2 separate regions of the Mus musculus genome follow, and region 2 is linked to region 1. The links are chromatin contacts, called in public promoter capture Hi-C maps. All regions are on one chromosome and are shown on one strand. The core of a region is the stretch at or near the end of the contact, and the rest is flanking DNA. Distances in the headings are between cores, read along the strand shown. Region 1 holds the start of Kcne1 (potassium voltage-gated channel, Isk-related subfamily, member 1). Region 2 holds the start of 2410003I16Rik (a long non-coding RNA gene).

What was found. Promoter capture Hi-C pulls out the DNA fragments that hold promoters and counts their contacts.
Region 2: a contact with region 1 is called in a promoter capture Hi-C map of liver, with 2.8 times the contacts expected there. The contact joins the promoter of 2410003I16Rik here to the promoter of Kcne1 in region 1. A contact is called at or near these places in 5 of 39 promoter capture datasets (hematopoietic stem and progenitor cells, liver, pre-B cells and 1 more).

What each region holds. Positions count from the first base shown.
Region 1 is chr16:92,356,579-92,362,824 of GRCm38.p6, reverse strand. Kcne1 (potassium voltage-gated channel, Isk-related subfamily, member 1) reads left to right here and starts at 3,951. Exons shown (of 2, transcript NM_001362456.1): 1 at 3,951-3,990. Gm30163 (a long non-coding RNA gene) reads right to left here and starts at 5,821. Exons shown (of 3, transcript XR_876259.2): 1 at 5,766-5,821; 2 at 1,735-1,824.
Region 2 is chr16:94,006,623-94,012,868 of GRCm38.p6, reverse strand. It overlaps 2410003I16Rik (a long non-coding RNA gene), which reads right to left and starts at 2,214. Exons shown (of 4, transcript XR_003951876.1): 1 at 1,758-2,214; 2 at 1,359-1,436; 3 at 1-1,014. It also overlaps a transcript of Cldn14 not described here.

The DNA of each region.
Region 1 (6,246 bases), core at 2,702-5,201:
CCCATGGGAAAGAGCAGGCTGTGTAGAGAGTGGGGGCTCCCCTTCTGCTGCCTCAGCAGCTCCGTTGGAGGAAAGTCGTGGTGGGGACTGAGGCTAGTCACCAGTGTGGCTAGGAGGTATCGGGAGTGCCAAGAGACCAGCTTTGCTGACAGATACCAAATGTCGCTTCTGAGCAGGACTCTCTCCACAGAGGAGCTCTGGGGGTAAACTGAGGCAGACCTCCTGTATCTTCCTGAATCTTGTCAGGTGAGGGAGTGGAGTCAAGGGGAGGGTTGTAGAAACTGGAGAGCACACAGAGGTCACCAGAGATGACGTGTGGGTCAGGCCATGGATATGGGCTGACAATGCTCCTGAGAGAGAGGGTGAAGCAGATGGCCCAGAGGCCCTCTTCCATCTTCCAGGGGATTCACAAAGGGCCTTGAATCCCCATCCGCAATCCTTCCTCAGCCTGGTGAGGGAGCACTCATGTTGTTAGTGTGCTACAGCTGTGTTCCTCCCAGAAAACCCAGAAATTCTCAGGGAAATGACAGTTGTCCCGAGAGGCAATAGGAGCCCTGGGATAAAAGGGTCACAGGCAATGTTATGATCTCTGTGCACGCTCATGCGTGTGTATATGTGTGCATGCACATACATGAGGACTGCACATTTGTGTGCAGCACCTGGGCATATGTGTATACAAATGGAGGACAGAGGACTGTAGCCAGTGCTGGTCCCCAGGTGCTGTCGGCCTTTTTTGATACCGCCTCTCACTGACCTGGAGCCCATCAACTGAGGTAGGCTGCAAGCTTCGGGTATCCTCCTGCCTCTGCCTCTCTGCCCTAGGATAGGGACTTGGATTCTAGGGGGTCAAACAGAGGTCCCCATGCAATCAAGGCAGGCATGTTATCCTCTGAACTATCTCCCAGCTTTATGGTTTGGGCTGTAAATGTTCCCCCAAAGGCATTCAAAGTCTGGTCCTCAGCTTGGTGCTACTGACAGCCAAGAGTGGGGGAAAAAAAGGAAAAGAAAAGAAAAAACATAAAAGAAAAAAAAAAGATGTGGAGCCTTTTAAGACATTTGGAGAATGTCTTTTCAAGGGCCAGAGGCATTCCAACTCCCTCTCTGCCCTTTTTGTTTCCTGGCTTCCAGATACTGGCTTTGTTCAGCCATGACACATTGTCCCGCCACACAGGCCCACAGCGATGGGTCTGACCCAGCATAGAGAGAACCTTTTCTCTTGGGAGGTAATTCTCTCAGGTGTTCGCTGAGGTAATGCAAAGCTACCTAACCTGGACAACAATGGAGAGGCCAAAGGACAGAGAATGCCCAGCCTGATACAGGAAGGACACCAGTTGAACAGCAACCACAGGGAATGACCAAGTGCCATGTGTATACACTGAAGACTTATGCTAACTCTCTTAGCATCGGAGAACGAGCGGAGCCGGGAGAAAGCAGAACGCCTAGATCTAAGAGGTGATGGGAAGTGGTTGGTTTGCGGATGTCACACTCACTGAAGTAGGGACTTCTGGAAGATGACGCTAACCCTACTGCGAGGACAGGGACCATATCTGTCATGACTTTAGTAAAGGATCAGGGAGAAAGGAGGAGGAGGAAGGGGCTCTGGTACAAGGTCATTTGAAGGGTATGGGGTCATAACCATTGTACCAAAGAGAAGAAGGGGTAAGAATGAAAGGGTGAAGGGAAAAGAGAAAAAGATGGGGGAGGCTGTCCCAGCTCACCAGGGGTAGAGCGTACCTCACAGGTCCCGGTTCACCAAGGGTGGAGGACTCCTCACAATGACAGATGGGATGCCAAGAGCAGCCGTGCAATAATAAACAACTCATTCTGTGGGGAGCAGAGAGAACCAGGAAGAGAGCTGAGAACACTGCCGAGAGCAACACTACCTTTCTGGAACGGCTCCCATTCACAATGCCCAGGGACAGGAGGGAGGCGTTATCCCATGCCCTGATAGACTGATCCAGGCAGCTGGTCCAGTCTGGATTGTGTGTGTGTGTGGAAGGACCACACGTAAGTGCTTGGCAGGATAAACACACTGTTTCCATCCCTCATCCCCTTTCCCCATCTGCTGGACTCTGGCTTTGGAAAGATGGACAGAAGGACACCACACCCACATAGCACAGCACAGAGGAGAAAGAACTAGGGATGTTCAGGCCGAGTTGATGGATTTTATTTTCTCTGGAGTAGGAACGGTTGTGGAAGGTATAGAGCTGAACCACGAAATCCATCTTGGGTGACCCCCAGCAGCCAATGCTGATCTCGGGTGTTGTTTCCTTGCTTCCCTTTGAAACAATGTCTCGCTCTTTGTAAATCTAGGCCTGCCTGCCTCTCTCTCTCTCTCTCTCTCTCTCTCTCTCTCTCTCTCTCTCTCTCTCTCTCTCGTTTTTCGAGACAGGGTTTCTCTGTATAGCCCTGGCTGCCCTGAACTTTGTAGACCAGGCTGGCCTCGAACCCAGAAATCCGCCTGCCTCTGCCTCCCAAATGCTGGGATTAAAGGTGTGTGCCACCACTGCCCGGCTACTAGGCCTGCCTTTCTCATGTAGCACTGTAAGATACAAGATGTGGAGCCAGGTGTGATACCGCATGACTTAAATCTTAGCACTTCAGAGGGAGACACAGGTATCTGTGAACTTGAGGCCAGCCTGGTCTACACAGAGTGTTCCAGAACAGTCAGAGTAACATAGTGAGACTGTCTCAACAAAGAGACAGATGAAATCCACATTATAACCAACCCACTAGGCGACATTTTGCTAGTGGCTTCATTGGATATTTCATTGAGAAATAACTTTGTATCATACAAGCCCTAGTTTAATTATTAATTGTATTTATTTATTTATTTGGCTTTAGGCATCAAGATTTTAATTATTATAAATAAAACTATGAAGAACCTTTATATCCTTAAGACTTCTCTAAACCCAGTGCCTCTCTTTGGAATAGATTTCTCAGAATAACATTACACGCTGGAGGCAGTCTAGTGCTCTCCACTGTGGCTCAGTACCTGGATTCTGCCACCCACATGGCCACAGCTCCCCATCTGCCTTTGTCAACAGGAGTATTATCTTGGAATGTTGCAGGTAAGCCCGTGGGAGGGCCTTCAGTTGTAGCCAGTTGTCCCCAGGAGCCCATAGGGGCTGTGGTCCTTAGAAGTGATCAGATGAGGAAGACCACGGGGGGGGGGGTGGCGGCGGGGGGGGGGGAGCAGTTACCCTTGGCTGTGTCCTTTCGCTGTAGGTCAGAAGCCTGCCTCTGTATCTCATCTGCCAGCCTAGCCAAGCCCTTCCACCGGAGCTGCCCCTGTTGACTCACACCTGTCAGGCGGGTGGGCAACGCTATGAAACTGACCAGGAAGTCACCTGAGCAACTTCAGAGCTTGCTCCTGCTGGGAGAGAAAGGCCGGTTCATACTTGCCTGGGAACTTCAGAGGTGGCGCCAGGGCTGAAGTTCCTCCAGCAACTGACTGCCCACAGCAGAGCCTCGACCATTTAGCTACCTCTGCACCGTCCATCCAGGACCAGGCACCCAGTAAGTAGATGCTCAAGGTAGCCTTGTAGAATAGCCGAGGAGCCACAGGGGTCCAGCAGGGTGTTAAGATAAAGGGATCTGGAGAGGTTCTGAGCCATCTCTGAGGTGCACGTGTTTGGAGCTATTTAATAGGGTGTTTGTCCGGTGCTGCCCTGGTCTGTCTTCCTTATTCTCCCACAGACTGCCTGCCAGCCCTAAGCCCACCTGCTGGAGTCAAAGTGTTTCCGGCCCTTGGGGCTGAGTGCAGCGTGCAGGGTGCAGGGTGCAGGGTGGGCTGGGTAACTTCAGAGACCTAGGCTGGCAGATAGCGAGCCAACCTGGCTGGAAGCCCCAGGGCTCTGTGAGGCTCCGCCCACCCAAAGCAACATCGCTTGAGTGCCTCTGGGCTTGTCGGTCCTAGACCCCGGCTCACAGGCACACACATCAAGGCTCCCGCTGCACACACCAGGTTCCCTTGGCTTCTAGACCCAGGTAAGTCAGGGGCTCCTGCCTCTGCAACAGGTACCCTGCTAGGACCAGTCTTGGCCTACAGGCAGGCACACAGCATGGGGGGTGGGGGGGCGCAGGGATTTAACTTGTAGCCAGTCCCCTCTCTGCCTGTCTTCACTTACAGGAAAGTTACAGGAAAACATTCTGCTTTTATTAGTAACTCAGTGGCATTCTCAGAGAAAATTTGGAAAATATCTAAAAGCATCAAATGAAAATTAAAACCGCCAACCCCAGTCCTCAGCCTTAAAGAGATCCCCCACCCCCAACTCAGCATTACTTGAAGCACACCAGCCACAAAGAACCTGATTTTATTTTTATCGTTTAATTATTTATTTAATTATTTTGATCAGGAAGGTTCTTTGAGTTTTGGATTTTTAAATTTTTTTGTTATTTATTTATTTATTTGCTGTGGGAAAGGCACGGGATGTAGAAAACATGGTTGATATCTGATAATGGTTGCAGTAATGCGGGAATGGGAAGCTTCTAGAAGAAACCAGGTGACAGCTATGGTGTGTGCCTAATCTCCAATCCCTACTGCAGCGCCACTGAGGTAAAGAGCAATTAGGGGAGGGAGGGCCCTTTGGGTCGTCTAATGCATCCCGCTCCCTGGGCTGTCTCTGTGTGGACTGATAGCTCACTTCAGCACAGGAAGTAATGTCTACCTCCACAGAGTAAGACTGTAACCAATTGTAGCTGCCATTTGTGGTCCCCGATGGGGCCTTTGCTAGGTTCACCATGCTGCTCTGATTCTTGGATACAATGTGAACTTGACTGAGGCCCAACACTTCTGCCTTCCTCCCCTGTTTGGTTTTTCCAGTCAATGAGGAAGGCACCGCAAGGCAACAGTCCTGGCACCACCCTACAGATCCTGCCTTTGATGGTGGGTTAGGGGTCATTTTAAAAGCATAAGCTCTTGAAGGACCTCGGAGAGATTCGCCCATGCCACCAGTGTCTCTGGGGGTGAGCGGCTGCCTGTGTGGTCACTCATTCTGGGAGCTGGATGGAACTCAGAGGCATCCGTGCATTCATGCATGGAGGCATCCGTGCATTCATGCATGCACGCCTGCTTCTGATGAATGATTACTGCATTCCCACCAGATGCAGATTCTGTTCCAGCTGTTGTGGGCAGAATGAAAAATAGCTCGTGCAGAAATCCCGCTTAGGCAGCTCGCCTTTCGGTGGGAAGATGAACATCCAACAGCAAGCACAGTAATGGAGAAAACTACACTACATACAAACATACAATGCTATGGGAAAGGATTGCAGGGTGAGCATTACGGAAAGTCAAGGTGCCGGGCAAAAGTACACTGCACCAATAATCACTTAAATCTTTTTAGAGATAAGGTAGTGAGCCATGTAGATGAAGAGATTGTATCATGAAAAAAATCATAAAAATAAAAACCTATAAATTTTAACAGGAATAATCGCGCAGGCTACTCCCTAAATGCAGTGGTTCCGGCTTGAACACTAGGGGTTCCCTCCCTTTACATAGCAAACCCTTCTCCTACTCTGGGAGGGAGAGACTGGCACCATGAGGGGCTGCCAGCCAGTGCTCTTACACTTTATCACGCTGTCTAGCCTTTGAAGGGCCTGTAGCATAGATATGCCCTGCACGTGCTCTTGAAGAGAGCAGGGACAAAGGCCATTTCAGGGTTATTTGATGTCGCATACAACCCTGTGGTGTGTGCACTATGCAGTCGGGGTAAGCTCACCATCCCGAGCCTTTAGAGGGGGAAACTGAGGCTCCCTGGTTTTACCTGAGTTGCTGAGTACAGTTCCTGGCTCCTCGCTTTAATACCTCAGCTGTCATTTGTTCTTTATCCGAAATTCTCATACTCCTCCCTCCCTGAATCTTCTGAGCATTTCGTCCTGTTTGCCTTTCCAGTCTTCACACGCAGCCTTCTGTCTGTCACCCATGGGAAGCTCTGGGGAAGCCAGGGGGAAATAGGACCAGACTCAGAGGCAGCAGCCCCCAGGGAGCCAGGAGGCGACAGACCTCCCAATCTGGCCTCCCAGTCTGAGGGCAGTGGTTCTCTGGGTCTCCACATTAGTCCATGAGAAGCCCTGTCTGCCTCAGTCCCCCAAGGAAGGACGAAAGGCCACTGTATAGCCAGCTTGCTGCCTGGAGGGCCTGGAGACCCCTGTAAAGCTTCTTGCTCGTTAAGGGGCATACATATGCAGCATATATGTTTCCAGAATTTGGACATGGGGTTGAAATGAAGGCACTAGCAATAGACA
Region 2 (6,246 bases), core at 965-3,464, 1.7 Mb before region 1:
AAACAACCACCAAAAACAGACACTATTGTGGATGCCAACAAGTGCTTGCTGACAGGAGCCTGATATAGCTCTCTCCTGAGAGGCTCTGCCAGTGCCTCACAAATACAGAAGTGGATGCTCATAGCCATCCATTGGACTGAGTACAGGGTCCCCAATGGAGGAGCTAGAAAAAGGACCCAAGGAGCTGAAGGGGTTTGCAGCCCCATGGGAGGAACAACAATATGAACTAACCAGTACCCCCAGAGCTCCCGGGACTAACCACCAACCAAAGAGCACACATGGTGGGACTCATGGCTTCAGCTGCATATGCAGTAGAGGATGGCCTAGTCGGATATCAGTGGGAGGAGAAGCCCTTGGTCCTAAGAAGGCTCTGTGCCCCAGTGTGGGGGAATGCCAGGACCAGGAAGCAGGAGTGGGTGGGTTGGTGAGTGGGAAGAGTGGGGAGGTTGCTTTTCCGGAGGGGAAACCAGGAAAGGGGATAATATCTGAAATGTAAATAAAGAAAATGTCCAATTAAAAAAGAAAAAGAAAAAAAAAAAGACATAAAGTCCACTGGCTTACTCTGACGACCAGGCTGCCCACCCCAAGGTCACTCAGAACTCAAGGCCATTCTCCTTGTAAGTGGGTTTGCATCATCTCTCCCTTAGCCCAGTCTCCCCAGGTCTAACCTCAAGCAGTTAAGCACATGGGCTGAGAGTCTGTCATTTCAATCACCCACTCACTGTAAGAAAGCCAAGGTGATACGCAAGGCTTTGTGGTCCTTGGCTTGCGGTTGGAGGATGCTCCAGCATCTTTACACTGCTGCAGAGCTGACAGCTCACACGGGATTCCAGGAAGCCGTTCGGCTGTCTTTTTGAGAACTGTGGAGTCCTGAGGTTTGGAGGCTCCAAAGCAGGTCTTGTTGCTCTGGGACCAAATTTAAACTCCAACAGAATGGAATGTCCTATCTCTAGAGACTTCCTTTCTTGGAGATTTAAGGTCCCTTCCTAACAGATGGTCTGTTGAGGGCAGAACCTGGGTCAAAGACAAAGTGGTGAATGTCGGATTAGCAATAAGAAACCTCACAAAACACACTAGGATGCCTTGAAACGCATAGGTAGGGAAGGGGGAGGCGAGCAGAAACTGAGGACCACATTTGACTTTGGGTGTAATTTCTGCACCCCCCGCCCCGACATCACCCCCCCCCTCATGTCCCTCCCCCACGATCCAGCCTGGTTTTTACTTCACTCTCCTGCTGCCTCTGTGACTTCAGTGACTGCTTTCCCCATCTGTTCCTCATCCTGTCTCCTGCCCCCTCTAGCCCCCCCTTGTCCCCTACCCCCCCTACCCCCGCGCAGAAATGGAGCCTTTCTCCCAACCTGTTTCTTTCTGCTGCTGACCCATTGCCACGGCAACTCTGCAGCGCAGCAACATACTTCCTCTTCCAGTTCTTGGCACTTCAGAGTAAAAGACAAAAAAAAAAAAAAAAAAAAGTCTGCTGCAGTGGTGCAAATCTCCCCCTTCTTCAGTGTGTTCACTCAGAAAGCACAGCTCAGCCCCTGTTTCTCGCTCCTAATCTCTGCTTCTCCTTCTGAGATTTATAGCTCAGATATATGTCTGCCCCTTCTTCAAGCTAGCTACAGGCTGGTGTCTTCATCCATCACCCTGCCTGCTATCCATCTCACACCGTGGTCAGTCCTCGAGGGCCTGCTGCACCGGCTCACCCTCTTCCCGTTTGCCTGGTGCGTTCCTTTTTCCTTTCTTCTTCTCCTCCTCACCTTAGTTCTCTTCCTCCTCCTTTTTCGTCTTCTTGCTCGTTTGTTTGTTTTTGAGACGGGGTCTTACTGCGTAGTTCTAACTAGCCTGAAACTCCGAGATCTGCCGGTCTCTCCATCCTGAGTGCTGGGATTTAAGGTTTGTGCCACCAGGGCCAGCCTCCTTGCATTTTTCTAATGGAAATTTTACACCTCCCCAGAGGACAGCAGTGTCAGGCACCTGCCTGGCCACCTAACATGGGTGAGGTGGGGTGGGGAAGAGTCCTTGTCTTTTCAGCAGCATCAGGCACCTGCCTGGCCACCTAGCCTGGGCCTCCTTGTCATCTCAGCAGCATCAGGCACCTGCCTGGCCACCTAGCCTGGGCCTCCTTGTCTTCTCAGCTGTTTGCCGTTGCACATAGTTCCCAGAGGGTGTTGGGAGGAACAACAGTCCCAAAGAATGGTCTACCAAATGAAGCACCATTCAGTAAAGAAATTGTTTCCTTAAACACACGGTCCCTAAAGACAAACAAGCATAGAGCTCGTTATTGGGGTCACATGGGCAAACATGCCTTGGGGACAGTTCATTCTGTGTGTCAACTTGGTTGGGCATGATCCAGATATGAGTCCAAAAGTTATCCTGGATGTTTCTGTGAGAATGTTTGTTTCTGTCTCAGGGCAGGCAGAAACCTGGAGGCAGGGGTTAATGCAGAGGCCGTGGAAGGGTGCTGCTTACTGGCTTGCTCGCCATGGTTTGCTCAGCCTGCTTTCTTATAGAACCAGGACCATCAGCCCAGAGATGGCCCCGCCCACAATGGGCTGGGCCCTCCCCCATCAATCACTAATCAAGATATCCCCTGTAGCTGAATCTTACCGAGGCACTTTCTTAATCAAGGCTCCCTCCTTTCAGGTGACTCTAGCTTGTGTTGAGTTGACATAAAAACTAGCCAGCACAGTTAAATCGATACAGTAGACAGCAGAGGGCATTATGCCCATGATGTAGGTGGCCTCATTTCGTTAGCTGGAGACCTAAATAGACAGGAAAAAAAAAAAAAACCCACTGCCAAGGGGGTACTCTGTTTAGGGAATGGTCTTGAAGTCGAACCACACTATTGACTCTCTGAGGGACTTTAATTAGTATATGTGCATGTATGAGTTAGTCTGTGCTCCTCAGCTAGCCTGTGCACCTGTGCGCTGTCTGTGGAGATCAATATCAAGTGTCCCCCTCAGTTGCTAGCCACCTTACTTTTTGAGAGAGGGTCTCTCACTGAGCCAGCTTGGCTGCCGGTTGGTCGAGCTCCGGAATTTGTCTCCCTGCACCCACCCACCCGGGGGTGACAGGCATGCATAGCCATGCTCAGCTTTTTCTTTATGCTTGCACGACAGTTTACCCACGAAGCACTCTCCAGGTCCTTGTCTGTCAGTATTTCTAAGCTCACTTTAAAGATCAAAACAGGCACAAGACACATATGCAAGGTCATTCATAATGGGGAACAGAGCTGGGACCCAGCTGGCCCGTGTGCCTGCAGGCTGCTTAGCTTCACAATCTGCCTGCCTTTCCCTGGTGCCAGGGTGGAGTCTCTTATACCAAAGTGTCTTGTGCATGTGGTATTGATAAGCTTGGGTAGTAGGTAGACCGAGTGGCTGAAGAAACGGGAAGCAGTGTGCATGCCCAGCCTTAAGCAAGTGTGGACTAATGTGAGTCTTGTCTTCTGCTGGACAAGACCTATCTAGACCCCAGGCTTCAGTGGAGATGAACACACCATGGAGGTGACCTGGGCAGTGACCAGGTGATGGGGGACAATTCCCCTGGCAATAAAGTCATTTACAAGTTAATCTTTACTTTCAGTCTCTCTGTCTTTCCCTCTCAGCCTTGCTGTGTCTTCCCCACTCACCTAAGGAGACACTTCTTGTGTGTGCGTTTCTTCTTGCCACCTGGACAGAGCTGCCTCTCTGGCCACTTCTGATCTCATCCTTCTCTAATACAATCATCGATCCATCGATCGATGCCACCCCTTCCACCAACTGTATTTCTTCCCGGAACCGCCTCACTGCCTTGACTTTCCTCTGGCTATTTTCCCATTTCTTAGTACTGTTCTCAATCTGAGCTTTCTTCTGAATTTGGACACCAAGTGTCACCAGCGGTGACGGGCAACAATGAGGCCTAAGAAAACAGGTCATTTGAGCTGCAGAGACGTCAGGGAAAGGCTCTCAGGACTCGATTGGCCTTTTGTTAGGAGAACAGAGACTTTATGAGCCGGCTGAGCGAGACACTGGCCCCTTTTTAAAAAGGACAGAGTCGGAATGGCATGTTCTGAAAGGGCAGCGTTGATAGCTGAAACTAGGTGCGCCTCAGGCCGGGGCTGTGGGAAGCCCGAGCATCTTGGGCACCAGCAAAGTTTCTAGCAGCCTTGGGAAGGAGAGGAAAGTCAGGTGGATCTGATTGGTGGGAAAGGTGACCTGGGGAAACTTGCCCTGTGGTTCATACAACCTGCCAGGCAGAAGCAGGAGCCAGGGGCACCTGAGCAAGAAACCCCATAAGATGTTCAAGTGGAGTTCCAGACAGGCACCTGGATATAGTTCTGGACCCGGAGGGGGACGCGTCAACACTGTGAGTACCGTCTCTGACGTTGGTTGGGTATTTGTGTCTCTCTCCCCATCACGGACAGTCCAAATTGTAGGTGGGGCGGTGGGATGGAGGAAGGTGAGAGAGGAAAGACACAGAAGGAGGGAAGGGAGGAGAACCCATGTCTCGGTGAAGCAGATCAGGCTGGTGATTAATTCTCTGACTTGCTTTAGTAAGTGATTATGGGTACCTAGAACCTGCAGCCATTAGTGTATCCAGCCGAGCTCAAGGGAAGACCAGAGAAAGACATGGAGATAGAAGGATTGATTTGGGTTATATTGGCTTGGCTTTCATGGCCATTGCTGGCCAGATTGGGTCCAGAAAACAGAAAACCTGATGTGACTGAGACTCTCCACTGATGTCTCACCGTAATGTCCACTGATGAGTTGCACAGACACTCATCCGAGGGTCATCTCACTGGAAAGGGGGTGGTGAAGTTATTTGTACCCCAGCAGCAAGGCAGCTTCTCTGTTCAGGCAGGAATTAAAACCAGGTTTAAACCCAGAGGTTTAGTTAATGATCCATAAACCAATGTGACTTGTGTTTGATAATGTCTACGCTGACGAACGTTGCTTAGGTTCTCCGTGAGCAAGGCCTCCAATCCCAGGGCCATCTCTGTTAACAAACATGACCGCAGCAGCCAGATGCTGGCGGGCTTGTTCTCCTTTGCTGGAAGGGCCCTGAAATTGTACAGGACCCCGACCAAGAATAAGGGTCCTGGAGGCCGAGCCATCTGGATTCTAATGGCTATTTAACCTCCTTTGCCGCTCACCTGTAAAATGGAAACAAGTCAGTCCTCACCTCACAGAGCCGAGGTTGAGATGAAGTAAGATGGTATAGACAGGCGACGTGAGGTAGAAACTCACGTTCAGCAAAGGACACATTCATGATCTCTGTATCACAGGATCCATCACAGCTAAGCTTGGGGTAAGTTAGGGCTGAGAGACTCAAAAGAGCAGACCAGGGTCCCGCAGCTGTGCGAGCAGCCGTGCGAGCAGACGCTGCAGCCTGAAACATCACCATTAGTCTCTGGAGTCATTGCAGAAGTAGAAATACAGTTCCCAGGGGAAGAAAATTGCTTAAGAAGATAAGCCAGAGATGTCGCCCTATTTTCTTCTCCTTTTGCTCTAAATCTGACTTTCTTTAAACTGCCTCCGCCAGAAACTACGGGCCATGGGGGAGGGGCGCAAGAGAGGGAAGTGGGGCCTTGGGAACTGCTGGGTCACGGTTTTAAAGGATTTCATTGCCTGTCCTTATGAGATTTATGGGAAGGGAGGAAAAAAAAAAGATTTAGTCTAAGCTTAGTCGCTCGGTTAGGTGGAGAAGATGGTTTCTTTGCGCAGGGAAACTGTTACACCACAGACAGCGTAAAGCGTCCTGTTGTGCTTTTGTTAGTGAGAAACAATTTCTCAAGAACAGAATTCTAAGAATTTCAAGGAGGGCTACCATCCAAGAAGTCGTTCAGCACAATCCACACATGAATTCAGATAGCAAAAACTGGGGTAACCTGGGATCAAACAGTGAAGTCCTGAGGAATGTGTTGTCGGTATGGGCGTGGCCAGGTCTAGGATCCCAGAGACAAGGCCTAGGGAGGAAAGGCTCCGCCCTCTCCAGGGGGCAAGGTTCATGGGGGGTGGGCAAAGCCCTTCTCTTGGTGTGTGGATGTTGATAGTGTGTGCAAAGCATGTCTTCCATAGCTTCCCCTCGCTGCATGTTTATGGCCTGAAGGATGCTCTAATAAAGAGGATGTCTCTACCAAGATTAGCTCAGCCTTTCTCCCTGATACCCCACCTCCTTGTTTATCTGTATGTAACAACCCCACCTTTCTGTTCAACCCTGTATAATAAGCACTCTGAACTTCTAGAAGGCTAAGGTTTCCCCATCCGA